Regions from separate parts of the Mus musculus genome. Here region 2 is linked to region 1. The links are chromatin contacts, called in public ChIA-PET maps. All regions are on one chromosome and are shown on one strand. The core of a region is the stretch at or near the end of the contact, and the rest is flanking DNA. Distances in the headings are between cores, read along the strand shown. Region 1 overlaps Ubash3b (ubiquitin associated and SH3 domain containing, B). Region 2 holds the start of 1700063D05Rik (RIKEN cDNA 1700063D05 gene).

Region 1 (3,182 bases), core at 257-2,756:
TGCAAAGTCTGACAGCCTGAGTTTGATCCTCACGAACAAGAAGGCAGAAAGAGAGAACCAGTTTCTGAAAATTGTCTGGACTTCCACATGGACACTGTAGCCTATGCAAGAGCACTTGCATGTACACACACACACACACACACACACACACACACACACACACACACACACCCCATACCACACACCAATGCATGCACATACATCTTAATTAATTGAAAAAATAAATAAAAACAAATTTTAAATGTAGGGAACCATTTGATCACTAGAAAAAAATAGTTATTGGTTTGTTTTTAAAGACAGTCTTGGGGCTGGAGAGATGGCTCAGCGGTTAAGAGCACTGACTGCTCTTCCAGAGGTCCAGAGTTCAATTCCCAGCAACCACATGGTAGCTCACAAACATCTGTAATGGGATATGATGCCATCTTCTGGTGTCCCTGCAGAGAGCAATGGTGTACTCATATAATAAAATAAATAAATAAAATTTAAAAATTAAGACAGAGTTTTACTATGCAGCTGGCCTCAATCTAGCAATTCTCCTGCCTCAAGTGCTGGTACTACAAGTATGGACCACTATGTCTGGGTAAGGTTAAAAAAAAAAAGGAAAGATAAGGAAACAGGGAGAGAGACAGACAGACAGACAGGCAGACAGAGAGACAGAGAGACAGAGACAGGGTGTGTGTTAGCTTACATGTGGAAGTTTCAGCTAGCCACTGGCTCTGCTACCAAAATGTGGTCTCTTGTTTCTGGAGTAGGAAGGGGAGGGTCTGACAGTTCTGGGTGGCTCTGCATGTACTTCAAGGTCAGATGCTCTCAAGAAATTTCCCCATAGCCTTTTCTGATTGCTACATTCAAATGCTGCCTCCAAATGTGGTCAGCCTTGATTCCTGTCAGGCCAACATGTGGTACTGCTCATGCCTACATGGGGCCTGATTCCTTTGGTCCTAACTTAATCCTTCTTCCTCCTTAACCAGTTCACGAATTGCCCCAGAACGCCATGTCCAGCATCCTCTGTGATAAAAGCAACGGGGTCACTGTGGTGTTCAGATACAAGACTCCACAATGAACTCCAGGACCCTGGAGTACTCACAGTTAAATCAGCCTATGAATACCAGAAGGGAAGCAGAGGCAAACCCGTGGTCTATGGCTCTACCAGCTCGTTCTCTCCCTCTCCCCCTCTCCCTCTTTCTGTCTCCTTCTTCTCCTTCTTCCCTCCCCTATTTCTCCTTGCTTCTCTTCATCCCTCCCTTCCTCCCTAACCCCTCCCCCTCTCTCCTGAATATAATTCAACCAGGCTCACACAGATAGGACCTTGAGTCTGAGTTGACAAAATACACTTCTGTCTGAGGGTGGGGGTGGGGGTGGGGGTGAGTGGGTGGGTGGGTTAGGGGAGGATCCTAATGAGTCACTTCCCCTGCTTTACTTCCTTTTTCACTGATACAGCATCCCCAGTGAGTGGGAGGGAGAGATAACCAGGCCTGGGCTGGAACCTCGTTGGTGAACGCAGCAGAGGGTGTGAGCTTGTCCCCCCTCCTTCATGGTCCTCTCCCCTCCCCACTCAAAGCCCAATCTTCTCTCTCCTTTACAATGTCTTCCCGTGTTTAGGTCCGCCCCACAACAGGTGACAAGTCAAAAGCCCGATGGCTCTCCGAGTTATCAGAGTCTTATTCCTTGGATCAGGTGGGAAGTGGAGAAGCTGAGATGGGGACAGAATGGCTGCAGTCCTCCAGCTAAAGTATTAAGAATCATGGCAGTGTGCACTTGGAGGCTGACAGCAGGTATTAACTTACATTAATCTCGCTGTGGCTTCAGTGATGCCCTCCCAGATGCAGAAGCGATCGGATCACATCATGTATACTCCCCATTGCACAGAGCTGGGAATTGTGGGGGTCGGGGCGTGGGGATGGGGTGACACATCTTCAAGGTCAAGGGAAGCCAAGGCACAGTATGCAGTGACCTCAGACTTGAGGATCTGCGTTGTCGGCTGCACCCTGTATCCTTTCGCCATCCCTTTGATGGGCTCCTGGGCAGGTGGATAGAAGGTTGATGCTGGAGGGACAGCCAGGCTCTAGTCCCAGCAACCATTACATGACCTCTGGCATGTCCTCCACCCTCCCCGAGCTTATAGGAAATGAAAGGGGCTCATGGAGTTCTCTCGGGCCCTTTCCACTTCTACTACCTTATGTGTTTTTCTGTGCTGGGAGTCTCTTTTACCCGCAGAGGGAGGAAGTGGGGCTGTGGTTTCCTCCATCTAGAGCTGAAATGAGTAGATAAAACCGAGGCATGGCTGCAGGGAAGGAGGGGGAGGGAGGAATCCTCACTGGGACCTGGGGCCAGATACCAAAGCAAGAGGCATGCTTACAATACTGAGTGCTAGATAAAACAGCCACACCAAGCCCCTTCTTCGTGGGTGACAGCCATCGGCCTTGCTCTGGTCCTTCACTGTAGAGGGGACCAGATAGTCTCTCCGAGTCACGTGACACACTAGTCACGTGACACGGTCTGATCGTCCAGTTGCTTTCTCAGTTGCAACCCAGTTGGTTTCTCCCAAAGACTTCTGGTTCTGGGACCCCCATCCCCCATCCCATATACACATATTAAAATAGATGTAGAGGTCTCTTATAGAAAATGGCATGATGACACATGAATACCCTTCCCAAAGCTTTACTTTTCTTCTTTCTTTCTTTCTTTCTTTCTTTCTTTCTTTCTTTCTTTCTTTCTTTCTTTCTTTCTTTCTTTCTTTCTTTCTTTCTTTCTTTCTCTCTCTCTCTCTCTCTCTCTTTCTCTCTCTCTCTCCCTTCCTTTCTCCCTCCCTTCCTCTTTCCCTCCCTCCCTCCCTTCCTTTCTTCCTTTCTCTTTTATTTTGAGATAAGGTCTTTTTATGTATCTGTGGCCCCCAAATTCTTGAAATAATCTCTAATACCAATAAAGCCAAATGTAATGTATAATCACCACAGTCTTATTATGTAGAGAATGTCGAGACTTTTTTGCATATTAAGATCAGACACACATTTTTTAATACCTTTGATTGGCGACTAATTAAATAATACACATGGAGAGAGCGCTAAGCGTACTATTTTATGCCCAGTAGTAAAGACCACAGAAAAGACAAGAAAGCAATTCTTTAGAGAAAACAAGGCACAGGGCTTAGCTTATCAACAAGTTTGGGGGCTAGAGAGATGGCT
Region 2 (3,182 bases), core at 357-2,856, 130 kb after region 1:
TTGGTGGACATAAGGATCTGCTCATTGAGAGCAACCAGGTCTTGGGGGCCAGTATTTAGCATCTGAATACATAGCAGCACCAGACCAACCTGAACATCGTAACAGTGGAAGTACTGGATGGGGGCTGGAGAGATGGCTCAGTGGTTAAGAGCACTGACTGCTCTTCCGAAGGTCCTGAGTTCAAATCCCAGCAACCACATGGTGGCTCACAACCACCCGTAATGAGATCTGATGCCCTCTTCTGGTGTGTCTGAAGACAGCTACAGTGTACTTAGATATAATAATAAAATCTTAGAAAGAAAGAAAGAAAGAAAGAAAGAAAGAAAGAAAGAAAGAAAGAAAGAAAGAAAGAAAGAAAGAAAGAACTGGGTGATTCTAGGATAAGAAGCTTGGCTGTATGGGAAATGTAGTTGAAGATGAGCCTGGGGTTGAGATGGTGGAGCACTGCTTTCTCGGCTTCTGCTTCAGTCCCACCGGCAACATCTGTCCTTTTGATGATGGACAGTGACCTACAAGTTAAAATAAACCCTTTCCTCCCCAACTCATTTTTGGTCCTGGTGTCTATCACAGCAACAGAACGTTACGCAGAACACTGACTGGGACTCCAGTTGTCACTACACAGTAATATTGCAGGGTAACTTCAGGGTTAGCTGGTGCTGATATAGGGTAAGTCTGGCAAAGGTCTACAGCAAGCTCTGCAATCTGTGAGAAAGGAGTCTTGTACTAGTTGCTCCTTGTGTCTGAGGCCTAGTGGAACATGTAAGCCATACATGGTCTCGGGGTTGGTTTAGAGGACTCTTTGACCAAGAATAACAGCATTAGTGAGCTGACACAAAGGGATCCAGGGAATAATCTCTAAGAATGTGAGAAGCCAAGCAGGTGGGCACCGGCAAGACCCAAGATTTGGGTTCAAACTCTGCCCCCTTGTGGAGAACAGGCTTTATTGAGGGAGAGCTGGGGCAGGGATGGAGGCTGTGACTCTGGATGCGGGGGTGGGGGTGGGCTCAGGACACTGAAGCAGATTAGGGGCTAACACATTTACTATGATTGTTACTAGCACCATGGACAGACAGAGGGTGGCAGCAAGGCAGGGGCTTCTGAGAGAGTTCATGTCCCAGCATCAGGGATAAACAGCATAGTGGGGTCTCTGAAGAGAAGCAGAGCCCACTTGGTAGAATCCACTTCTTTCAGCTCTTGGGGATGTGGAAAGTTCACACCAAGAGCCTGCAGCCAGGCTGCTTGGTACCCAGGTAGGAGCCTGGGAAAGAGATGGTGAAAAGGATTGGCACAACTTTTGATATAAACTTACTTCCCAGGTGAGGTGCCTCAAGGAAAGCCCAGCTAGCTTAGAATTCACAAACAGTGTCCCAGCAGGGTGCCTGCCAGTGTCCCTGAATTGGCCTGAGCCAGGATGTAGTCTAACCTTACAGTCTTAAAGAGCTAAGCATCTGCTGTAGGAAATCCAGGGCCCAAGGACTCTTAGGAGTCCAGTCTAACGGCTTTTATTCTGTTTCCCTCAATGGCTGCATCATAGAGGAGTTTAGCTATCAGGCTGCACTGAAAATTCCAGATTCTGTGAGACTGGGTCACAATCAAGAAGGTCCTTAGTTGTAGTTTGTTGTCTTGCTTGGGTCCCTGCAGTTAAAACAAGATGCTCCTCCCTAGGTTATTATAAAACCCAGCAACTCGACCTCCCGTAAGGAGATCTGGGCTTTCAGAGGAGAAGCTGTGTTTCTATATGATGTCAATGTTTGAAGAGTTTGGACAGTGTTTGAGCTGAAGTGAGTTTAGGTTACAGGCTAATAACTCACTTTATGTACAGGAGGAAGAAATGGAGATGCCCGTCTATTTAGGCGGGGCTGTCCCAAGCGTGGAAGATGGGTGGAAGATGATTTGCATGAATGCTGGGTAGCATGGGCAGAGGAGCGATTTCCCAGCGTTGACTTAATCCTTGGTTTGTTTTTTATTTTCAGCCTTTTAACCCTGCTCTGCTCTTTATGAAACTGTGTGTCACAATGTTAGTCCACTCTGGCCTTAAACTTGATCCTTCAGCCCCAGCATCCCAAGTCCTGGGATTATAGTTAAGTTTCTCCACACCAGGCGTCCCAGTGATTTCAATAGATGAGCAAATTTGGGAGTCAATGAAATGGGAGAAAGACCCGTGTCATAAGGCATCGTAGAACGTCATTACTGCCGCCCCCGCGTCTAATTGCCGAGGACAAAGAGGGAGAGAGCTACTCAAGGTAGACATTGGAGAGAGCAGAGGGAGAGAATGACTGTATTAGGGATGTACAGTAGGGGGTGGGAGGGGCAACTGAGAAAAGGAGAACTCCAGAGATGCGATTCAAGGGAATTCTCTCCCTTCTGAGCAGAAGGTCCTGGGGTGCCCTAGCAGACAGCGGAGCATTAGAAAGGGCACAGCACTCCTGGACATTTTGCTGATGTTGTATAGCGACTGCATTGCAGGGCTGTCCTGGGAATATTTCTGTGCTGGAAATACGCCCCAGCCCCCGTTTGTTGTTGTTGTTTTATTTTGTAAATAACTAAGAGAAGAGAACTCCGTTGTTTTGCCAGATGGGATTCATTCGTTAGGTACAATTTATTCTTTTACTGTCACATAAACCCAATTCTAAGCATTCAGTCTGTGTGCAACTGTGACTGGGCCCTCCCCTAGAAAATTGTGCTGCTCTTGCTTAGAGAGAACATGTCTGCTTCCTTCTTCAAAGCTTTCCCTTGAACCCCAGGCTTCCAGCTGGAGGACCAGTGCCTGGGAGCTCTAGAGAGAAAACCCAAGGCTGCCCAGGATTCCTTCCGGAACGCGTCATTGTCAGGAAAAAGAGAGGGCCTTGATGTTAGACACAGACAACTCCTGGGGAGGCGGAGGTGAGGAGTTCTCACCGTGTCGCCAAAAGGACACACGGACTGTGAAGAGAGGATTTGATCCTTTGAGAGGATTTGTGGACCAGATGCTCCACAGGACTAAGTCTGGTTTATACAAGCCTGGAAATGAAGAGCTGCTGGCGCCACTGGGTGGCAGCGCTGAGCTCGTCGTTGCTTCTCTTTAAGGAGTTACGTCACTCTGTGCGTCCGCTTAAGACACACTCAGAACCGAAACTGCGCATGCCCACGTCTCGGTCAGGTGGTGGTGACGACCTTCGAAACGGCAAAAATGAGCCTTTAGG

What was found. ChIA-PET counts read pairs in DNA pulled down with a chosen protein or histone mark.
Region 2: a contact with region 1 is called in an RNA polymerase II ChIA-PET map of memory CD8 T cells, with 6,185 read pairs. The contact joins the promoter of 1700063D05Rik here to the enhancer-like site in region 1. A contact is called at or near these places in 1 of 39 promoter capture datasets (embryonic stem cells), 1 of 15 datasets of contacts at CTCF or cohesin (CD8 T cells), 1 of 484 Hi-C or Micro-C datasets (bone marrow-derived macrophages), 5 of 115 datasets of contacts at active chromatin or transcription factors (CD8 T cells, bone marrow-derived macrophages, large pre-B cells and 2 more) and 3 of 9 other capture datasets (adipose tissue, liver and pancreatic islet).

Annotation. Positions count from the first base shown.
Region 1 is chr9:41,071,460-41,074,641 of GRCm38.p6, forward strand. All of the region lies in intron 1 of Ubash3b (ubiquitin associated and SH3 domain containing, B), which reads right to left. Among named protein-coding and RNA genes, the nearest start is that of Crtam, 68 kb to the left of the region's middle. RefSeq lists an enhancer at 180-3,182. Within about 2 kb of position 1,507, at least 120 of the 459 cell types and tissues checked have an H3K27ac peak or open chromatin away from gene starts, as enhancers often do. A contact at or near this core is called in CD8 T cells, adipose tissue, bone marrow-derived macrophages and 3 more, where this site is marked.
Region 2 is chr9:41,204,549-41,207,730 of GRCm38.p6, forward strand. 1700063D05Rik (RIKEN cDNA 1700063D05 gene) reads left to right here and starts at 1,607. Exons shown (of 5, transcript NR_040392.1): 1 at 1,607-1,781.